2 separate regions of the Mus musculus genome follow, and region 2 is linked to region 1. A link is a contact called in public promoter capture Hi-C data. All regions are on one chromosome and are shown on one strand. Each heading gives the region's core, a stretch centred on a gene start, on an enhancer-like site or on the middle of the called end of the contact. The rest is flanking DNA. Distances are from core to core; before and after follow the strand shown. Region 1 overlaps Atg14 (autophagy related 14). Region 2 overlaps Peli2 (pellino 2).

What was found. Promoter capture Hi-C pulls out the DNA fragments that hold promoters and counts their contacts.
Region 2: a promoter capture Hi-C map of liver shows a contact between it and region 1, with 2.1 times the contacts expected there. The contact joins two enhancer-like sites. A contact is called at or near these places in 4 of 39 promoter capture datasets (hippocampal neurons, liver, pre-B cells and 1 more) and 4 of 115 datasets of contacts at active chromatin or transcription factors (embryonic stem cells, neural tube and stem cell-derived neural progenitor cells).

What each region holds. Positions count from the first base shown.
Region 1 is chr14:47,560,317-47,565,605 of GRCm38.p6, reverse strand. It overlaps Atg14 (autophagy related 14), which reads left to right. Exons shown (of 10, transcript NM_172599.4): 2 at 4,923-4,985. Among named protein-coding and RNA genes, the nearest start is that of Atg14, 5.5 kb to the left of the region's middle. Within about 2 kb of position 2,880, at least 8 of the 459 cell types and tissues checked have an H3K27ac peak or open chromatin away from gene starts, as enhancers often do. A contact at or near this core is called in liver, where this site is marked.
Region 2 is chr14:48,148,378-48,153,666 of GRCm38.p6, reverse strand. All of the region lies in intron 1 of Peli2 (pellino 2), which reads right to left. Among named protein-coding and RNA genes, the nearest start is that of Peli2, 30 kb to the right of the region's middle. Within about 2 kb of position 1,951, at least 16 of the 459 cell types and tissues checked have an H3K27ac peak or open chromatin away from gene starts, as enhancers often do. A contact at or near this core is called in liver, where this site is marked.

The DNA of each region.
Region 1 (5,289 bases), core at 1,631-4,130:
ACCTGGCAAAAGCTGCAATCTTGAGCCAAAGTTCCAAATATAATTCCTTTGACCTAATCTCTTGTTATTTTTCTTCCTTATTAAGGGAGAAAATGGTTTCCTGGCTTCCCTGTCAGTTCAAGAACATCCCTGCCTCAGAGCCTTTGAAGTTACAGATAGCTAAGAACTCTTGTAGTAACCATGGCTGCTTCTGTTTCCTTCAGAACTCTGCTTACATATTAAAGATTCTTTGGACCCTTTAATGCTCTTATTCCTACTTATGTGCCTTATTGTCTTATCACCATGTGATAACTTACTGATTGTCTGATCCCCTCGGGTGTAGACTCTGAGGGCAAGATAGTATTTTGTAAACTATTGTATCCTCATATAGCAGACTAAAGAATTTAGTTTTTTTTAAAGATTTATTTATTATTATACATAAGTACATTGTAGCTGTCTTCAGACACCCCAGAAGAGAGTGTCAGATCTCATTATGGGTGGTTGTGAGCCACCATGTGGTTGCTGGGATTTGAACTCAGGACATTTGGAAGAGAAGTCAGTGCTCTTACCTGCTGAGCCATCTCTCCAGCCCCCAAGAATTCAGTCTTTTAGTCCTCCTAAGACCACTTTTCTGGTTGTTTTTTTAGACAGGATTTCTCCGAATCGTGGCTGACCTCAACCTCCCATCTGCCTCTGCATCCTGCCTGCTGTATAAAAGGTGTGAGGAACAGACCACTGGCCAGCCCTGAGCCTCCTTCTGTTATCATTTACAGTCCCCTGGTTACTAAAGCCAGAAGTCTGAGAGTTTTCTTGAACTTTACTTTTTCCCTCTAACTCAAGGCAGCAGCCAGTTTAATTCAGTCCAACCCCAGAGAATATCTTGAGTCTGTCTACCATCCCTCATTCCTAGATTGGGGGCTGGAGAGATGGCTCAGCAAGTAAGAGCACTGACTTCTCTTCCGGAGGTCCTGAGTTCAATTCCCAGCAGCCACATGGTGGCTCACAACCACCAGGTCTATGTAGTCACATGTAATCCTGTCTAGTGTGCATACATAACCACCCTTGATTTTTCACCTTCAGAAAAGTAGGCAAGATCACGTCAACCTGTTACTTACACCCTTCTCTTGCTTTCGACTGCAGTTATAATATATTATACCTCTTGCCTACTTATTTTTGGTTGTTCCTCCCTTACCCATATTCCTTCTCCCTTATACTTGAACCTTCCGGTTATTAATATTCTTCCACGATCATAGGTCATATCATGAGTTTTGTCACCCTCCACTGCATTTCCTAAAGCTTCTTTTGCCCCCAACCCGTGAACTCCTTTCCAGTTTTCTGGTCTGAGCCGGAAGTAATTCTCTCTCTCTCTCACACACACACACAGACAGAGACACACAGAGACAGACAGATAGAGAGGGAAACTAGGGTCTGTATATGAGTGAGAATATGTTGTATTAGTCTTTGGAAACCAGTGTTAACTCATTTAATACTACATTCCATCTATTTTCCTGATAATTTCATTTTATTTATGGCCAAATAAAATTCCACCGTGCACATGCAGTACATTTTTGTTATTATCTCTTGGTGGACATCCAGCATGCTCACCTGAAGTTAAATGTCCCTTCTGATCTTCCCTGCAAGACTCTCCATCATTGCTGCTTTGGCACTTGGTGCATTTTGCGGTGGGATAATGCCTCCTACGTGTGTAATGTTATTTGAGTAAAATGCCAGCATCCAAATTGTCTTTCCCTGAAGGCACAGCTTCTTGTTCTGTCACATCATCAGCTCAGTGATACAGTGATACAGTGACATGCTCATAAGCATGGTCAAGGAGGTAGGTGCTCCTTTCCAAACAGTGCTGTAAGTGTGCCTAATGGTAGAGTGTTTACCTGGTATGTATGTGCAAAGCCTTCCTCTGACCGCCCAGCATTGCAAACTCGGAAGCACAATCTTACATAGAAAGTTGTGGCTAACTCTGAGTATTAAGATGAGTTTTCTGGAGAGGGATGCTCTTAGAGTTTATCTATTTTCCTAACGAAGCAGAAAAGTGAAGAACAAGTAAGTCTCTCAGCCATTTGCACCTTAGAGGACCACCACAGTGGTCACTCATCCTCCCCTTTCAGAAGCTATTTGTCAGCCTTCTTTCGTTTTCAGAGCATTACCCAGTGTCTAATAGGATGAAAGAATCTCTTCAGGCCCGATAGCTAGCCACTTTTTAGAGCTCCAGTTGCATGTCAGTACATGGCTCAACTCCCCTAGTAAATTGCTGAGGAGAAAGGCACCTGCTCTCAAGCATTTAACTGATTCTGGCAGCCCTTGAACTTCGAGAGCAAAGGTTGCTTGTGCTACTGTCTCATTTATAAATAATTCTGCAGTCTGCTTGCCTTTCAACTCCTTTTACTTTTACTTCATGGAAACCTCTCTCTGACTGGAAATAAAGCCTGGAGCCTCACAGCACCATTGCACCCTGGGTTAACCTAGACTAGCTGAAGAGGTGGCAGCTCGGGGAAAACTAGATAATGAAGTAGACAGTGTCAATAATGAGGTTGGTTATTCAGAAGAACTTTGTGTTTTGGTTTTGGGGGATGACCTGGCACTATGTAGCCCAGGCTAGTCTTGAATTTGGGTAATCCTCCCATCTCAGCCTGCCAAGTGCTGGGATTCTGGGGTTATTCTCTTCCATCTGAACTTTAACACACACACACACACACACACACACCCCTCATAGGAACAGAGAGGAGCATGTTTCTGCTTGTCATCCCTGAGGTGGGAAGCAGTTCTTCCAGCAGAGTCCCTGTGTCCCATACTACTGGATGTTTATGCTGTCTTAACAGGAGCCCAATTCTTCTGGATTATTCTTTACCTAACTCTCAAAATAGCACTGTTACACAATAGAAAACTGTCAGGTTGTGTAATCTCTTTCCTCAAATCCAGGAAAGACTTGTTGATTGCTTCATGGTAGGTAGATGACTGGGAGTGGAAAGTTGATCTGGGCAGCTGGGGGTCTGCCTGATGTGTTAGAAGCCAGGGTTTTCCTAGTGTGCAATAGAGAGAGAGAAAGACCATTTTCTGGCCATATGATACGATGAGGCTTCAGTGTTTCTTAGGAACGGATGTAATCTTCACCAATGACTTAGAAATACATGCTTGTATCTTTTACCCAGAAGCAGAAATACAGGACTATGGAAATTGAGCTGGGTTTAAGGGATAAGGAAAAAGTTTAGATGTTACCATAGGTTTCAAGGGAAATGCATGGCAAAAGTGCATTTAGATGCCTCTGTTTTTCCCCAGTATCTTTTTGGTTGTCTATGTCCTGTGGAAATGGTTTCCGGGGTGTCAGATGACTGGCTGAACAGGAAAGAATATATGTTTGTAAGACTTTTCTCTAAAAATTATTTTTCTTATGTGTATAGGTATACATGTTTATCAGAAATTGTAGGCTTGAACTGAAGTGACTGAGAGGGGGCATTTACAGTTTCGTATTCTATTAACAAGTACTCTCAACAGCATGGTCAGAACTAGAGACTGCAGTGTGAAATGGAAGAAGCCGGGTGGAGATAGAGACGGACCTACAGTCTTACTTGCATGTGTGATCTAAGAGTTGGTCTCAGTCGGTTACAGGGCCAAGGAGGAGGGAGAGTAGTGAAAGCTTGGTCAGTTATCGCCAGGTAAGAGCTGCAAGTCCTGCTGTGAAGTAGAATGACTATAGATAGTTGCTTTTAAAAGTCATGAAAGACTTCAATTATCTGTACCATAAAGATGCGATAAATGCTTGGGAGATTGATATGCCTAAGCAAATGTAAACATGACACAATCCATTTATTTATGACAACATCACATTTTTAAAATTAAAAAATGTTTTAGACTTATGTATTTTGTGAATATGAGCATTTTACCCACATGTATATGTTTCTGATGTGTGTTCCTGGTGTGTGTAGGTTAGAAGAGGGCTTTGGACCACCTGGAACTCATCACATATGATTGTGAGCTGCCATGTGGGTGCTTGGAATTAAACCTGAGTCCTGCAAGAATAAATGCTTAACCATTGAGTCAGCCCTGATTTTTAATTTTTAATATGTCAAATTTTAAATTAAGAGAGAGGTAAGTTATTCTAAATTGCCACTTTAACCTAAAAACTAAATTCAAATATATAGCCAGAAGACCAACACACCTAGAAAAACAGTTAGCAGTGGTGTGATATGCCTTTCTTTGCTATTTTATAAGCTTCCAGTGGAAATAAATCTACTTTACAAGTTGTAAATATTCAGCCAGGCACTGGTGCATACAACTGTAATCGCAGTGCTCGAAAGGCAGAGGCAGGTGGATCTCAATAAATTCCAGGCCAACCTGGTCAACATACCGAGATCCAGGAAAGGGAGGAAGGACTATATAGATCCTTTCTCAAAAGTCAAAACAGAACAGAAGTTGTAGGGACTCAATTTGTAGAGGAAAGCAGGATTAAATTAAGTTTGGCAGTTATGATTCTTTTCATAATGAAAGCCTCAACTACTTTGATTCAGGTTCACATTAATGGTGCTGTGCATACTCATGTGTTCTTTGGGAGCATTATTTGGGAGGTAGAGGCAGGCAGCTCCCTCAGAATTCAAGCCCAGCCTGGTCTGTATAGGTCAGCCAGGGATACAGAATGTCTCAAAAACAACAAAAGTTCATGTTAGTATTCTGCTATGTGTATTTTGGGAAACAGGTACAGGACAGAATCTACAAGCACTGGAGTGAGGAAAGAGCTTTCCAGCTGACAGCTTGGTTAGATACCTGGTGGTGAGCAGAGTGTGCACCCTCTTGTGTTTACTTCCCGGATTCTAGGTATTTCCCTAGGAATTTGCAGAAGTGGTCAGCCGGGGGATTGGTGGAATCTCATTAACCTGGGGCAGGGGAAGGACATGCAAATAAACCAAGGTTTGGTTTGGTTTTGTTTTAAACAGGTTTATTGACAAGAAGGAAAGACTAAGCCAACTTAAGAACAAGCAAGAAGAATTTCAGAAAGAGTAAGTCTTTAAAGTCTTTTAATCTGTAGAAGTTTGTCTGTTGCTTCTGTGTGCAGATTTGTGAATTGCCACCCCATTTAGTAGACTATCTTTTTTTGTTGTTGTTGTTTCTTGTTTGTTTGTTTTTGTTTTTGGTTTTTTGAGACAGGGTGTCTCTGTGTAGCCCTGGTTGTCCTGGAACTCACTCTGTAGACCAGGCTGGCCTCGAACTCAGAAATGCGCCTGCCTCTGCCTCCCAAGTGCTGGGATTAAACGCGTGCGCCAACATGCCCGGCCAGATAGAATTTTTTTTGTTTTTTGTTTT
Region 2 (5,289 bases), core at 702-3,201, 590 kb before region 1:
TTACAGATGGTTGTGAGCCACCATGTGGTTGCTGGGAATTGAACTCAGGACCTTCGGAAGAATAGTCAGTGCTCTTAACCACCGAGCCATCTCACCAGCCCCCAGAAATATTTTTATAAACATAATAGTAAGGATTTGTTTCACTTAATATATAAAAGTTTGATGTGTCCATATATCGAAACTTATAAAATTATACTGGATAAATCTAGAGGAATACTGGCCACAACACAAAAAGCACAGTACCTTTAATAGCTAATTTCTTCTTTAAAGATAAAAACACAGTTACAGAAATACAACAGAGAAGGGCAAAAACAACTCACAAAGCAGCTGTGACAAGTAGATGAGAATTTAAAAATATTTGACCTTATTAGGCGTTTTAAGATACAGTGTTGGCCAATCAAATGACCAAACTCTGTTCAAAGGCCACTAAATCCTGATAAGCCTCTAGGGAAAGTATCAATTGGTGTAATTCCTCTGCAAGACAACTCGGCAGCACACAGCAACACCCTTCTAAAATGCTCACATACTTTGACCTAGAAATTCTAATTTGAGAGCTCCATCCAAGGAACATAATTTTGAAATAAAAGCCAAGTTTTATGCACAAACATTGCTAATTATGTTATTACTTGTAATGACTCAAAACAGCAAATCACAGAAATGTTCAATAATAATGGATCAATTTGTACAATTTTACATGATGAAATATTTATCCCAAATGCTTAATGGCAATGAAACAGGCGTATGAAAATTAAATAGAAAATGTGTGTGTGTGTGTGTGTGTGTGTGTGTGTGTGTAATATCCTCTTTCATGCTAAAAATGTTGAATATACACAGGACAGAAAAGCAAAGAAACATAAGATGTTAACAGTGGTTGTTAGAATTGTATGATTAAATTATTATTTATAGACTTCTCTTTTGGGTATCTACACTGAACTTATTTAAGTTGGAGAGAGAGAGAAAGAGAATGAGAATGTATATTATATATATGATTTATATAGCTCAATTAGGTTGTTTTACTTTCCAGAGTACAGCAGTGTTATATTTATAATTAAAACAGAGCCCAGATATAAAATCAACCCATAGGATGAGAAGCTTAAATATAGACTCAGAAGAATAGCACAGCGTATCTAAACCATTTTGAGGCCCTTCTCATGTTCATACATGCACTGTCTATGACACACAGGGAAGCTAAGTAATTTCTGGACTTTCATAACACTTACACTCATTTCCTTTAGCACGCACTTTCAAATTGGCAGTGACTAGGAATGGGTTTCAATCTGTGAAACACACTTTATAGTAATCTTTTCTCAAATACATCCTCACAAAAAATTAACATTAGTGGCTGCACTGATATCCCAGTGGTTAAGAGCACTTGCAGCTCTGTCAGAGAACTGGCATTTGGTTTCCAGCACCCACATCAGGTGTCTCCCAACTATATCTGACTCAGGTTCCAGGTGATACAATGTCCCCTTTGTAGGCACATGAATGTGTAAATAGAAGTAAAATATAAAAAGTTTAAAGAATTAATGTTTAAACAAATGCAGTTACAAATAGAACTCTCTCATAACTTACTTCCTTGGTATGTTAGTAACAAGCTAGGGTGATGGACAAAAGAATAATGAAAACATCTAAACCGGAAACAAGACCCTTTAATCCCAGCACCTGGGCAGCAGATGCAGGCAGATCTCTTTGAGGCAGGCTTGGGTGTAATCTAAACCTAAAGTTAACTATGTGTCTGTAACTGCCAAGGAATCTCAAGACACAGGACAGGTCACCTGGCTGAGGCACCCGGCTGTGCTCTATGTAGTTGTGTGACTGTGAAACAAGGAGATAAGGCTGAGAGTGGTGTGCCTAGCTTCTAAGGGCTTCCTCCCAGAGGATGCAGACAGGACAGGGTCTGCTAGGCAACACCAACTCCCTGGGGATCTCAACAGTCAAGGGAACTGGGTCTCTGGATGACTCTAGGATTCCAGGGCCTTGGACTGTGAAACTTCCAGCCGCTTCACAAGAGGGAAACATCTGCAGAACTCCCCCAAATTACTCAAGTGTCCTGCAGTCTCTCTGCTTAAAAACAGATGGCTCTCATTTGGGCCTGGATTAGCTTCTGCAATACCTTCTGATACTTTCTTAATAAAAAAAAAAAACTACCTTCTCTACTTAGATCAAGAGAGAAGTACTTGGCTGCCTAAGCACACTTCACCTGCCTTTACTCCTTGACTCTTCATAAAGAACATGATGAGGAGAGAGACTGAGACATGCTGGGTGACTCTGAGACATGCCGCTACCCTATTAGGTAGCAGAGATGGGACAGCAGGATGGGTAGTAGGAGAATCTAGCAGGGGTGGTAATGTCCAAAATATGGGGCATGTTTAGGCAGCATGACTGTGAGAAACTCACATGTCATACAGGGAGAATGCTGTCCTGAACAGATCTCAAAGCACTAATAAAATATCAGGGCTGGAGTGTCTGAGACCAAGAAGCAGAGCAGCAAGCCAGGGGGACAGGCCCAGTCCATTGGGTGCATGGGGAGTGTCACAAGGGACAAGACAAAGTCATAGGGATTGGTTGGCCAGGGGCCACATGCTATGACCTCTGCAACTATGCTCAGAGTTGACAGGGACACTTGATGGCTTGGGGTAGGCGTTATGCTTCAAGACTAAAGGGCCATGCTTATCTAACCTGCAAATCATTTTACATTCCTTTTGGTTAACTCCAGCTTCAAATAGGATGAGGCTGACTGAAGCTCTTGTTTTGAGATGTAAAAGGCAGAACCATCCCAAGTCTTGAGGCCTCCTCCTTTTATCAGTACGTGTAAATCAGCTTTCTCAGAATAGAGGACTGAGCGACTCTTCCCCTGCCTTGAGAAGGAAGGGAACAGGCAAACCAGAGAAGGCTGTGTTGTTCAGGTCTCCTTGTCTATTCCACAGAGTTCTGCAAAGGCCACTAAGTCATTCACATAGAGTCAGTGTGATTGCTTATAGGGATGCAGGATCTGTTATTTCTCCATCATCACCAAAGAAGGAAGAGGAAGGGGGAAATGGACGTTCTATACTGAGGGTAAGACAGTAAATATCCTTCAGTAATAACAAGACTAAGACAGAAAATATCTACCTTTTCAAAGAGACAACTGGGTTCTTAGACCAAACAAAACCATAACGTATACAATGTTTTAGAAAGACATTCGCACAGATACCTGCAAAGTGAAGACGACCGGCAAAGACCTGAGGCAGCAAGGCTTCCAGACAGAGTCAATTCGAACAAAGACCTCACAGCTGTGGTCAAGAGACCCTGAAAGTGCAAGGACTCCAATCTCCAGGAAAACAGCGATGAGACCAAATACCGAACAACTTGGTGAGGAAGTGCACACCGTGTGCCTTCCTGCACCCGCAGACTCCCTCGGACAGGCTTTGTTTTGTTTTTTGGGTTTTTTTAAAAAAACATAATGTGTAAGTAATTAGGCATAGGAAGTTGGGCGGGGAGAGCAATGCGGCCTGCAGCTTACAGAATCCACTCAGCAGGGCTCACATCAGGAGGAAGTGAAGCAGAGCACAGCCTTCACGTTTTATCACCTAGTAGGTTCACACATACAATGGCATCCAAATTCACAGCTCTAACTTTTTTCAAGGTGGTTACAACTCTGATTCAATGTCTGTCTTCACGGAAGGATCCTATGGCTTAGAATCTATCATGGAGGACTTGGGTGAGGGAGGGGTCAGTCCATATGCTCTGGGCAGGACTGTATTGATAACTAAAACACGCACGGACTCTTAAGGAGGAGAAGGAAGCTCTCAGGAAGCCCTCTGGGTCAGTGAGCACACAATGCACAGTGAGAGTTGAAGTCTACCTTCCTCTTTGAGCCCAGGTTTTCCCCAGACAGTCAGGACCCTCATCTCTCACAAGCATCTACACTCCCAGACCCCTAGGCTGACTATGTGTAGAAGAAAACAGGAGCAAATTCCCTGAGACAGTGCTTAGCAGCAAAGTCACACAATTAGACTTGGAAAGTGACATGGGAACCCAGGAAGAAAAGTCAGCTGGAAGAGAGTGTCTAAGGATTTGAGGAGCTGAGCACCTGTACAAAGGCCCAGAAGGATGGAGTAGGCGTGGCTGGGGGCGGGGCAGGCTCCCCACACAGTAAGAGGAGGAGCTACAAAGGCCCAGAAGCAAGGGGCATGGAAGAAAAGCCCTACACATCACCTGAGGAAGCGTGTCTTCTGCGGCACCGTGCACGATGCACGGAGCCAGAGAAGGGATGGGTAGGAACTGGGAGATTACGACCATGGCTGTCATCGGAATGAGAGTAAGACTATGGAGAAGAAAAAACAAAAAACAAAAAAAAAAAACAAAAAACAAACAAAACAAAACAAAAAAGAAAGCCAGGCGGTGGTGGTGCTCGCCTTTAATCCCAGCACTTGGGAGGCAGAGGCAGGCGGATTTCTGAGTTCGAGGCCAGCCTTGTCTACAGAGTGAGTTCCAGGACAGCCAGGGCTACACAGAGAAACCCTGTCTGAGAGAGAGAGAGAGAGAGAGAGAGAGAGAGAGAGAGAGAGAGAGAGAGAGAGAGGACTGTGGAGAAGATCTAAGATGCTCAGTGATTGCACTGTGGAGTGAGATCTGGGCTGAGCTCTGGGATTAGGCAGACCTGCCTGAGAGTAGCGTGCTCAGAGGGAATCCAGACAGATTTCCAGGGGAGAAAGAGAGACCTTGTGCTGAACGTCACACTGTTACCAAAAAATAACAAGGAATCTGTGCTTCCCATAACCCCTGCCTGTCTCTAGAGCTGCCCACACATCGGGCATTAAATCTTGTATCACATCTAATTTGGGGACCCTTGTCACACTAATAACAATGTGGTCTAAACACCACATGGGTAATCACGTAACAGTACCCTGGTTTCCCATTTGGATAAACACCCAAACCAACCGGCCCTTCCTCCTACACATTTGTGGCTTCCTCCCTAACTTTCGGAAAGCTGGGGCCAGAGAATTACACAAGACAGTTTGTGGGGCTGATTTGTTCTAGCACAGCTGAGGACCATAATAAGGGTTTTCTCTAGACTCAGGTGCCTGACAACTAGTTCCTATAAAACCAGAGCTAATTAAGAAAGGAAATTAATATCAACATTGCACTTCAAAACAAATACTGTTATAGCTTCAGGATACTAAACCATACAATTTGGTTCAGGAATTCGCACACGTGTACACGCACACACACACACACACACACACGCACACACACACACACACTCGCGCAAATCAACCTCCCCACTACAGTAAAGTCACCATGTCA